Regions from separate parts of the Gadus morhua genome. Here region 1 is linked to region 2. A link is a contact called in public Hi-C data. All regions are on one chromosome and are shown on one strand. The core of a region is the stretch at or near the end of the contact, and the rest is flanking DNA. Distances in the headings are between cores, read along the strand shown.

The links. A called contact is a pair of places that touch in the nucleus more often than the background predicts.
Region 1: a contact with region 2 is called in a Hi-C map of gill, with 4 times the contacts expected there. The contact joins the promoter of rpe65a here to the promoter of prkacbb in region 2. A contact is called at or near these places in 2 of 6 Hi-C or Micro-C datasets (blood and gill).

What each region holds. Positions count from the first base shown.
Region 1 is chr8:5,216,593-5,220,931 of gadMor3.0, forward strand. rpe65a (retinoid isomerohydrolase RPE65 a) reads left to right here and starts at 1,971. Exons shown (of 14, transcript XM_030362787.1): 1 at 1,971-2,241; 2 at 2,856-2,938; 3 at 3,046-3,196; 4 at 3,303-3,410; 5 at 3,776-3,917; 6 at 4,125-4,272. The coding sequence starts at 2,231.
Region 2 is chr8:5,069,814-5,073,956 of gadMor3.0, forward strand. prkacbb (protein kinase, cAMP-dependent, catalytic, beta b) reads right to left here and starts at 1,568. Exons shown (of 10, transcript XM_030362808.1): 1 at 1,243-1,568. The coding sequence starts at 1,288. It overlaps LOC115548309 (a long non-coding RNA gene), which reads left to right and starts at 3,984. Exons shown (of 2, transcript XR_003977568.1): 1 at 3,984-4,143.

The DNA.
Region 1 (4,339 bases), core at 721-3,220, 150 kb after region 2:
CACTCCTCTACCGGCAAGGACTCTTCTTGACTACCACAGCGATTCATCCTTCGAGGAAAACCCTGGAGAGCTCCAGGCCCCCTCTCCACTCACGATTCTCCCCGTGAGAGCCCAAACGCCCGGGAACGAAATCCCTCCCTCCTTCCGCCCTCCAGCCAACCAGCAGCCCCACACGGGCCGCGTCTCTCTCTCCCAAAAGAGCTGAGCCCCTGGTCCGTGACGGGTGGCGGTGAACCGGCTCCAGCCCTCACCGCGCTACGCCTACAGTTCCGGAAGAAGGAGCCTAAAGGAGGGATGCCTTCGGGGAAGTAGGGGGACTCTAGCGACGGGGCCCCCGTGGAGAAGAGGCAGTGCTCAGGGTCTAGTGACTAAGATGAGGAGCGATTCTCCTCCACGTCTGGGTGTAAGCGCATCCAGAAAGAGGATCCGGGCGACAGTAGCTCAGCTGGTTTGCGGGTGACTAGAAGGTTGCTAGTTCGATCCCCTGCTCCTCCTAGCTGAGTGTCGAGGTGTCCCTGCATGAGCAATACGCCTCATCTCATTGCGCCCGACAAGCTGGGTCCGTCCTATGCATCTATTGTAAATAAACAAAGAACATTGGCTTTCTGCATTTGCAGTTTTTTCCTCACAATTGAGATTCAGTAGTTTTTGTATTTAAAATATGGCCATTACAATGATGTCTACCTGTATCAAAGTACGTTGTTTAGTGCCTGGACTTTTTGCAACAGTAACCGTTTTTTTATTCATATATATATTCACCAGCAGAGGTCGCCCGAGCATTCCCAAAAAATGTGTTTAATGAGCGCACGCATCAAGAATGGTATTTGTCTAGTAGTACATGTGAAACAGCATATATCATATCGGAATCATATCGAATACAAAACACTTTTTTCGATTGAGCCATACAACTGCACAAATGTCAACAAAACTGAAAAAAAATAAACGTTGGAAAATGTCCCTTCTTATGGTAACTACAATTCTAGATTATTGTCCCTATATATACAGTCAGGCTATATCTGTTGTGTTGATGTTATGTGCAAATATAAAATGCTGGCTTTATAAGGATATCATTACATTAGAGACTAACAGTTAGGGCATTATGTTATATTACAGAGAATAGTGCATTAACATAGATGGATAGATAGTCATATAGGGTTTACTTCATATACTCAAAGGGTTTAGCGCCCTTTGGGTGTCTTTCTGTGCTTTGCTTATATTTCGACACAATTTAAATACAACAGAATTTTCGAGATTAGGATAACAGATTTGAGGATTACATGAGTCTGGGTCGGACATTCTTTACATTAACTATAATCACTGCAGATATATATAAAGATCAATCTGTGTAGCCTACTTGAAAACTCCGAAAGATGAAATGTCTCACTTGGAAATTACCACCACAGCTATAATTGTTTAGTCCCAGTTCTAGAGATCCAGCCATGTGCTTTAGTTGTCCAATCACAACCTTGAGATACGGTGCCCTTTAATGCTCATCGTGTTATTATTGCGCAGAAGTCTTTCACACAATGCAGCTCTTGTCTTCGCTTCATGTTGTCATAAGCCTCCACCATAGTGGATTATTGCAATGAGACGAAAAAATGTGAGCTCCCTGGGTTTCACAATGAAGAACAAAAACAGACAAATGAAATCCAGCGTGCAAAATGCCAATTTTAAACTAAATACAATACAGGTTTATTTCGTTTTCTAGTTTATAGAGAGCGTTTGATCTTCAAAATACTTAGTGTTATCTTAAACTGTTTATTTATATATTTATTACCACTCTGCCTAAAAGTAACTTCCATTGTTTTGCACTAATTCCATTTTGAAAGGATTACACTTTGAAACAGTTGTGTAAAAATGTTAAAGCTAAACTTCAGCCTACGGCATCGTCGTCATTACTTATACAATCACGTGTTTTATTGCCACACATTTGCAAGAATGGGTTCTAACTTTGTGAAATGTTGTATAAGTCCGTTCTGAACAGGGTCGACCCATGGCTAGAGAGGGATATTGGCACAATGGAATTTATGTTCAGCATGCGATGTGATTGGCTGGCCGGATGGTTTACAGCGCAATGGACCGTCCCTAAAAAAGGGATTCCAACACGTAAAGCTACCCTATAAAACAGGCCTATATAGGCCTACCATCATCAGAGGGGAAATCAGACCTCCATATCCGAACTGAAACAGAAACTATTTGATTGTGTTGTGTGATTACACAGGAAGAAGCCATGGTTAGCAGGTGAGTGTTGATTCCTCTTCCTAACCTTGTATTCCTTAACACTTAAGCCTTAAGTGCTGACGACACTAAAGGCTTGAGGGTAGCTGCTTGTGATGGAGTGTAACAACAGGAACATTTAGCACTGATTTGTTCTTTAAACTTTCCAAATGATCTCATTCATCGTAGATGATGCCTGCCTGACCTGACATAAATGGTTATAATGATTATAGTGGGTTTGAAATTATAGTGTATAATGTTCAAATTATAGTTTTGAACATTGGTTGCAATGTGAAATTATCAGAAGGTTTAGCCTCTATTAAAATGAAGCCCACTTTATTGAGCGATCGTGTGGCTTTGGTTTCATTGGCTGGAAACTTGATTTGATCTTTGTGGATGTTTTTGATTAATCCTTTCCTTTGTCGGGCACTTGAAGCCTCTGTGGATTTGAAGCCGAACGGCTAATACTCGTGGGATGTTTGAAGGTTATATTGGTTACTCTGACCTTACAGCCATGTTGAGGAAACATGAACTGGGTGACCTGTTTAAAAGCACAACCTTTTGGTCACAGAGAAAAACGTTCTCTAAGGATGGAAATGTCCTCATGCTTCAATGCTCTCATCGTCTTGACATTTCAGAATTGAACACCCAGCGGGCAGCTACAAAAAGATCTTTGAGACTTGTGAAGAGTTGTCTGAGCCTATTCCAGCGGTCATCACAGGTGTGTAGGCTCCTCCAAGCGGTCATGTGTCTATAAACCTTGTGTGTCTCTCACATTTAGACAAACCATCTGTTTTGGTGGATGATGTTGATGTTTGCACTTTACAGGGAGAATTCCTTCCTTCCTAAGAGGGAGTCTTCTGCGCTTGGGACCTGGACTCTTTGAGGTTGGAGATGAGCCTTTCTATCACCTGTTTGACGGCCAGGCACTCATGCACAAATTTGACTTCAAGAATGGACAGGTCACCTACTTCAGAAAGTAAGACCAGATTTATAGATTTACACACTCGATGCTGTTGATTAAAATCAATGAAACCAAATGTAAAACATATTTCTGCTTACCTCCACTTCTACTGCACATCTAGGTTTATCAAAACGGATGCTTATGTACGAGCCATCACAGAGAAGCGTGTGGTCATCACTGAGTTTGGTACCTTTGCCTATCCCGATCCCTGTAAAAACATCTTCTCCAGGTGGGCTTTGTAATAGACACAATCTTATTTGTTTTCATATGAGCCGAAAGGGAATCCTCATTATTACAAGTAAAGAAGAACCATGAAACCAAGAATCTGGCATCATTGTCATCGTAATACCTTTATTTACATAGCTTTGATGAGTAGGTACGTAATTCACAGAGCGAGCAAGGCTCACAGACAGACTCTCTCTGTCTGTATATCATTATTAATTATGAATCACCTGGTCAGAGTTCAGAGTTCACACTATGCAGAGGACTCTGCATAGTTTCTCTTTCTTCCGACAAATGTACTTATTGTAAGTCGCTTTGGATAAAAGTACTGCTGAAGGCTGTAAATGTAAATGATTGTTTTTTGTTTTGCAGGTTTTTCTCTTACTTCAAGGGTGTTGAGGTGACAGATAACTGCCTGGTGAACGTTTACCCGATCGGCGAGGACTACTACGCTGTGACGGAAACCAACTTCATCACCAAAGTCGACACGGACACTCTGGAGACGACCAAGAAGGTGGAACACTCTCCATTGTTCTTTAAATAAATCTGAAACTCTTTCACATCAGGATTACGGATTAAGGACTAGTGCAATTTGTAATAGCCAACAGTATATATAGCCAGAAAACCCAAAGCCATTTTATTTTTTAAACTTTCAACTTAAACTTTCAACTTAAAAATTGAACTCACACAAATGATAGAGAGTATTTTTATTTCCATGCAGGTTGATTTGTGCAACTATGTCAACGTCAACGGCCTGACCGCCCACCCCCACATTGAGAGAGATGGAACCGTGTACAACATTGGAAACTGCATGGGGAAAGGAGCAACTCTGGCCTACAACATCGTCAGGATGCCCCCGGCACAGAAAGGTGGATCTTGTTGCTGTTTCCACTCGTTTAAGCCGTTCATGCTCGTTATAACTTTAAATGTATTGGG
Region 2 (4,143 bases), core at 318-2,817:
TACGTCAAACCTTTCAAAGCTTGTAATACCCCTTATCCTCTGACGAAGGTCGCGATGACAAGCCTTTACTGGTCAATTATAATATTGTCTGCGAGAGTGGCACGACAGGACCGTCACAACATTTAGATTATGTCAAAACTAAAGCTCTTAGTAATCTTACTTCGTGAATGCCTGAGTGTTAAAGGGGATCCCGGTAGTGGAGCCCAGTTTTATGAATGGAAAGAAGGCATTTGTCATTTCTTCTCCATATTTGGTCACTGTGCTGCAGAGGCACAGCTGTGTTTATGTAATGTAGGCAAGGACACAACATGCTTTGGAAGTAGACGCTGTCAAACTTAAGTAGAAAAAATACAATATCATGTTTTGAAGTTGGGATTACGTTGCATTTGACATAAACAGATAGTGGAAACAACTGCACAAAGTTGATGTAAAACCAGTTTTAGCTGGAGGCTGATAAGAACTTAAATGGGCAACACCCAGGTCTGACCAACTGATCTCGGTGGTGTTGGGAAAGAAAAACACAACAAAAGTTAATCAAATACACCTTTACAAAGACAAACACCAGGGCTACCGGGACGATCTGTGCAGCACATATGTGCAGCACAGCTAGCCACGGAAAGGCCAGCTCACCAACATCAAGAGAGGGGGACTGACTGGGCCTTGTGAAGGCTAATCCCCTGCAGCTAATGTTAGCTGGCTGGCTAGACATCCCCTCTTTACGCATTGTGCATTCAACTCAACACATATTTTCTCCAAAACCATCCAAAGAATTAAAACAAAAACAATAGTAAAGAAACAAAATGTGCAGGAGGGGCATGCATCTGTAGACTGGGCGGGCGGACATCATGTTTTCCCGGTGGTTCAGAGGGTAAATACCCCCTCCTCACAACTCATAGGTTTTTTTATGATAACAGCGTTTTAGACACTACTGCTGCTGGTTATACACTCAATTCAGGTCATCCGGAGATGCGATCCCACCAACACTCACAAGCCTGATCCATAATATAGTGTCCAAATGTTTACCAGGCTGTGATGGAGTGAATATGGCCAAGGGAGAGCGTACCCACACCCCGCCACCACCACCCCAGACCCCCGCCTGTTTGTAGGCTACAGATTAAGAGTATAGAACGGATATCTCCAACGCTACAGCCCTATCTACCCAGTGTTTGGAGAAGATGGAAACTAATTAAATGACACGGGGAAACCATGACACCCCCGTCCTGCCCGGAGCGGATCGCTCACCGTTCTCCAGCTCGGTGCCCTTCTTGGCCGTGGCCGCGTTCCCCATGGTCCACACCGGACCGGGAGAGATGGCGCTGGCTGGAGACACCAAGCAGAGCTGATGTTTCTGGGGGTTGCAACAACTCGTCCTTTTTAAAACGTAGTCACCCTCTCTCGGTGTGGACGCGATGCATATATTCAAGCGTTGGATCCCACTGTTTCCAGGACGATCGAAGCGGCCTCCCTGTCCTTTTTAATCGATATCCGTCCCTCTCTCGTTGTGTGTTTGCTGATCGCGATAGCGTTGACATGAAGCTAGCGGTCACTTCTTGTGCGCTTCTCTTCCTCCCCTCCAACCCCCCCAGCGGCACTCAGGGTGGCTTCTGATTGGTTGGAGATGTGTTTGGAATACCTGGACTTTCTTCCGCGTTCTAGTGCATCATGCACAGAATGTCTGCAAATGCACTGGAGAATTGCATTTATGGATTAAATAAACGCGTAAATGTCATGCGTAATGCGTTATGTCTATGGAAAATACAGACTGGTCCCGCCCACTCTTGTATATGTTATAGCTGCGTATGTCTGTAGTAGCTGCGCATTCAACTTTCACTGTTTGTATTGTTTTCTGATATTGTGCTTGCAATATTTAAAAAAATGCATTGTTATTATTGTTCAGTCTCATACCAGTCAAGAACTTGCAAATATCATCCCATTTGTGACTCTGATAAAAAGCCATTATTGTAACGACACTGCTCTAATAATGTTTACATACTCATATTCAATGATTGTAATACATATAACAAGTATTTACAAAGGAAACTGCAAAATATGTTACCTTCACCGCATTCAAGCGATTTGGATACATTTAATAATAAAGTGATTATGTTTGTAATCTATATCTCTGTGATAATCATTCGCAACAGATTGATATAGTTAGGATGCCTTTGTAATTGTTTATTTGAATAATTCCTCTTTAGCGTATTCAATAAAAAAGCTCTTCCTAATTATCTAGTTGACAGTGTTATTGAAAAATAGGACAATGTTTAATTAAATTAACAAGTTGACACCCCGATCATATAGGTGTATTGTTCTGTGTACATTTCATTAATTTCCACATAGGCACCGACTATGCTATAGTGGGCCATTTAAAATAAAAACGCCGGTATTTTATACAATCAACGTATGGATGCGTTCAAACAACCAATTTTTCAAGAGCTTTTACTGCAGCATTTGCTTCTATAGGCCACCAGAGTGCAGCAATGCTCTATCTTGGGTCATCATTTTCTTTCAAAATCCACCCGCGGCTTTTAGGTCTACGAAATATATTTGTAGAGAGGATCATCTGGCTCAAATGTTTTTGTCACTATGGGTGCGGCTTCAAAGCTAATTACTGTGATGTAGTGTACACCTGTGTGTGTGTGTGTGTGTGTGTGTGTGTGTGTGTGTGTGTGTGTGTGTGTGTGTGTGTGTGTGTGTGTGTGTGTGTGTGTGTGTGTGTGTGTGGCTATTTGCATGCATGCGTGCATGTGTGCGCGTGTGTGTGTGTGTGTGTGTGTGTGTGTGTGTGTGTGTGTGTGTGTGTGTGTGTGTGTGTGTGTGTGTGTGTGTATGTGCGTGCGTGCGTGGTTACGTGTGTGTGCGTGCGTGCGTTTACTTGAATACATTAACATATGTCCATGAATTGTCCAAGCCTGGTATCGATTGCTGGTCATCATAATCAATTAAACTTGCGGAAGGCTGAAAGAAATGTTTGACCAGAGTTCACGTGTTCCACTCTTTTATCTCTTGTTTATCCGTGCTTTTCCCTCCCCCTATCGAGCACTGCTTTGGGTTCTTCCCAGATGACCAGACGCGCTCCATATTGCTTTCTTATGTTGCTCACGAACTTAAACGGATGTGCTTCAAAGAGAATGATTGATGCTTCTTAATAAATGAATGATTAAGTGTTGTGTACGTGACTTCACTTTTGCCGTAAAAACAGAAAGCCTTTTTAAACCGCATACAAAACAGCCATGATAAATATGAAGATTATGACACAAATAATATGATTTATGATTATTACTACTACTACACATACTTATACTACTACTACTAATAATAACAATAATAGTACAAGTAATAATATTAATATGTTATTATTATAATCGTCATTAGTAATATGCATATTATTAATTCATTCCAATATTTTGACCTTAATTATTTTTTGTACAAGAGACAATTATGTCACTTAGGCTGGGATTATTGGAGACGCCATCTAGTGACGACCTTGTTCCATATATTTATTGATGAATGTCAGCTTATTGATCACAGGTCTTACATTACGGTAACTCCTTTACCTGACTAAGGCTGACTGATGCCTTACTGAAAACACAATTCAGGCTTTTCAAGACTTAACGCCATGTTGTTTCCCACACTGATTCCTATAAAATAATCTTGATTCATGTGTTTCACTGGCCAGAGAGTCAGCTGGTTTTATAAATAGGCCTACTGCCGATCAGGGGGCTGACTTTACGCTGTTTAATTCAGAGGTTAACTCAGCTAGACGATAATAAATGAGTGCTCTAAAAGCCTCAATATTTTATTTTTATTTTCAAGGTCAAGACAATTAAATAACATGTTTGGCAGTAAAAGAAAACCTGACCATCGCATCCACCAATCCCGAGCTCCTCTGCTGCATGTGTTTCCAGGACCCATTTCCTCGTATGTATATCAAAAGGTTCAAGGTCCTCCACCCTCTCTCCCCTATGTGTAACTCGCTCCAGATGAGCAACAATGGTACATTTGACTTAGTGCGCAAGACACATGTATACAGCTGTGTCTTGGGCTGCCTCAAACAGCTGGCGTCCGCGAAACGAGGGAAAGCTTCGTATCACGCCTTTGTTTAAGCTATCAAATGAAGGCAGCGCCCGGCGGTGGATTCGG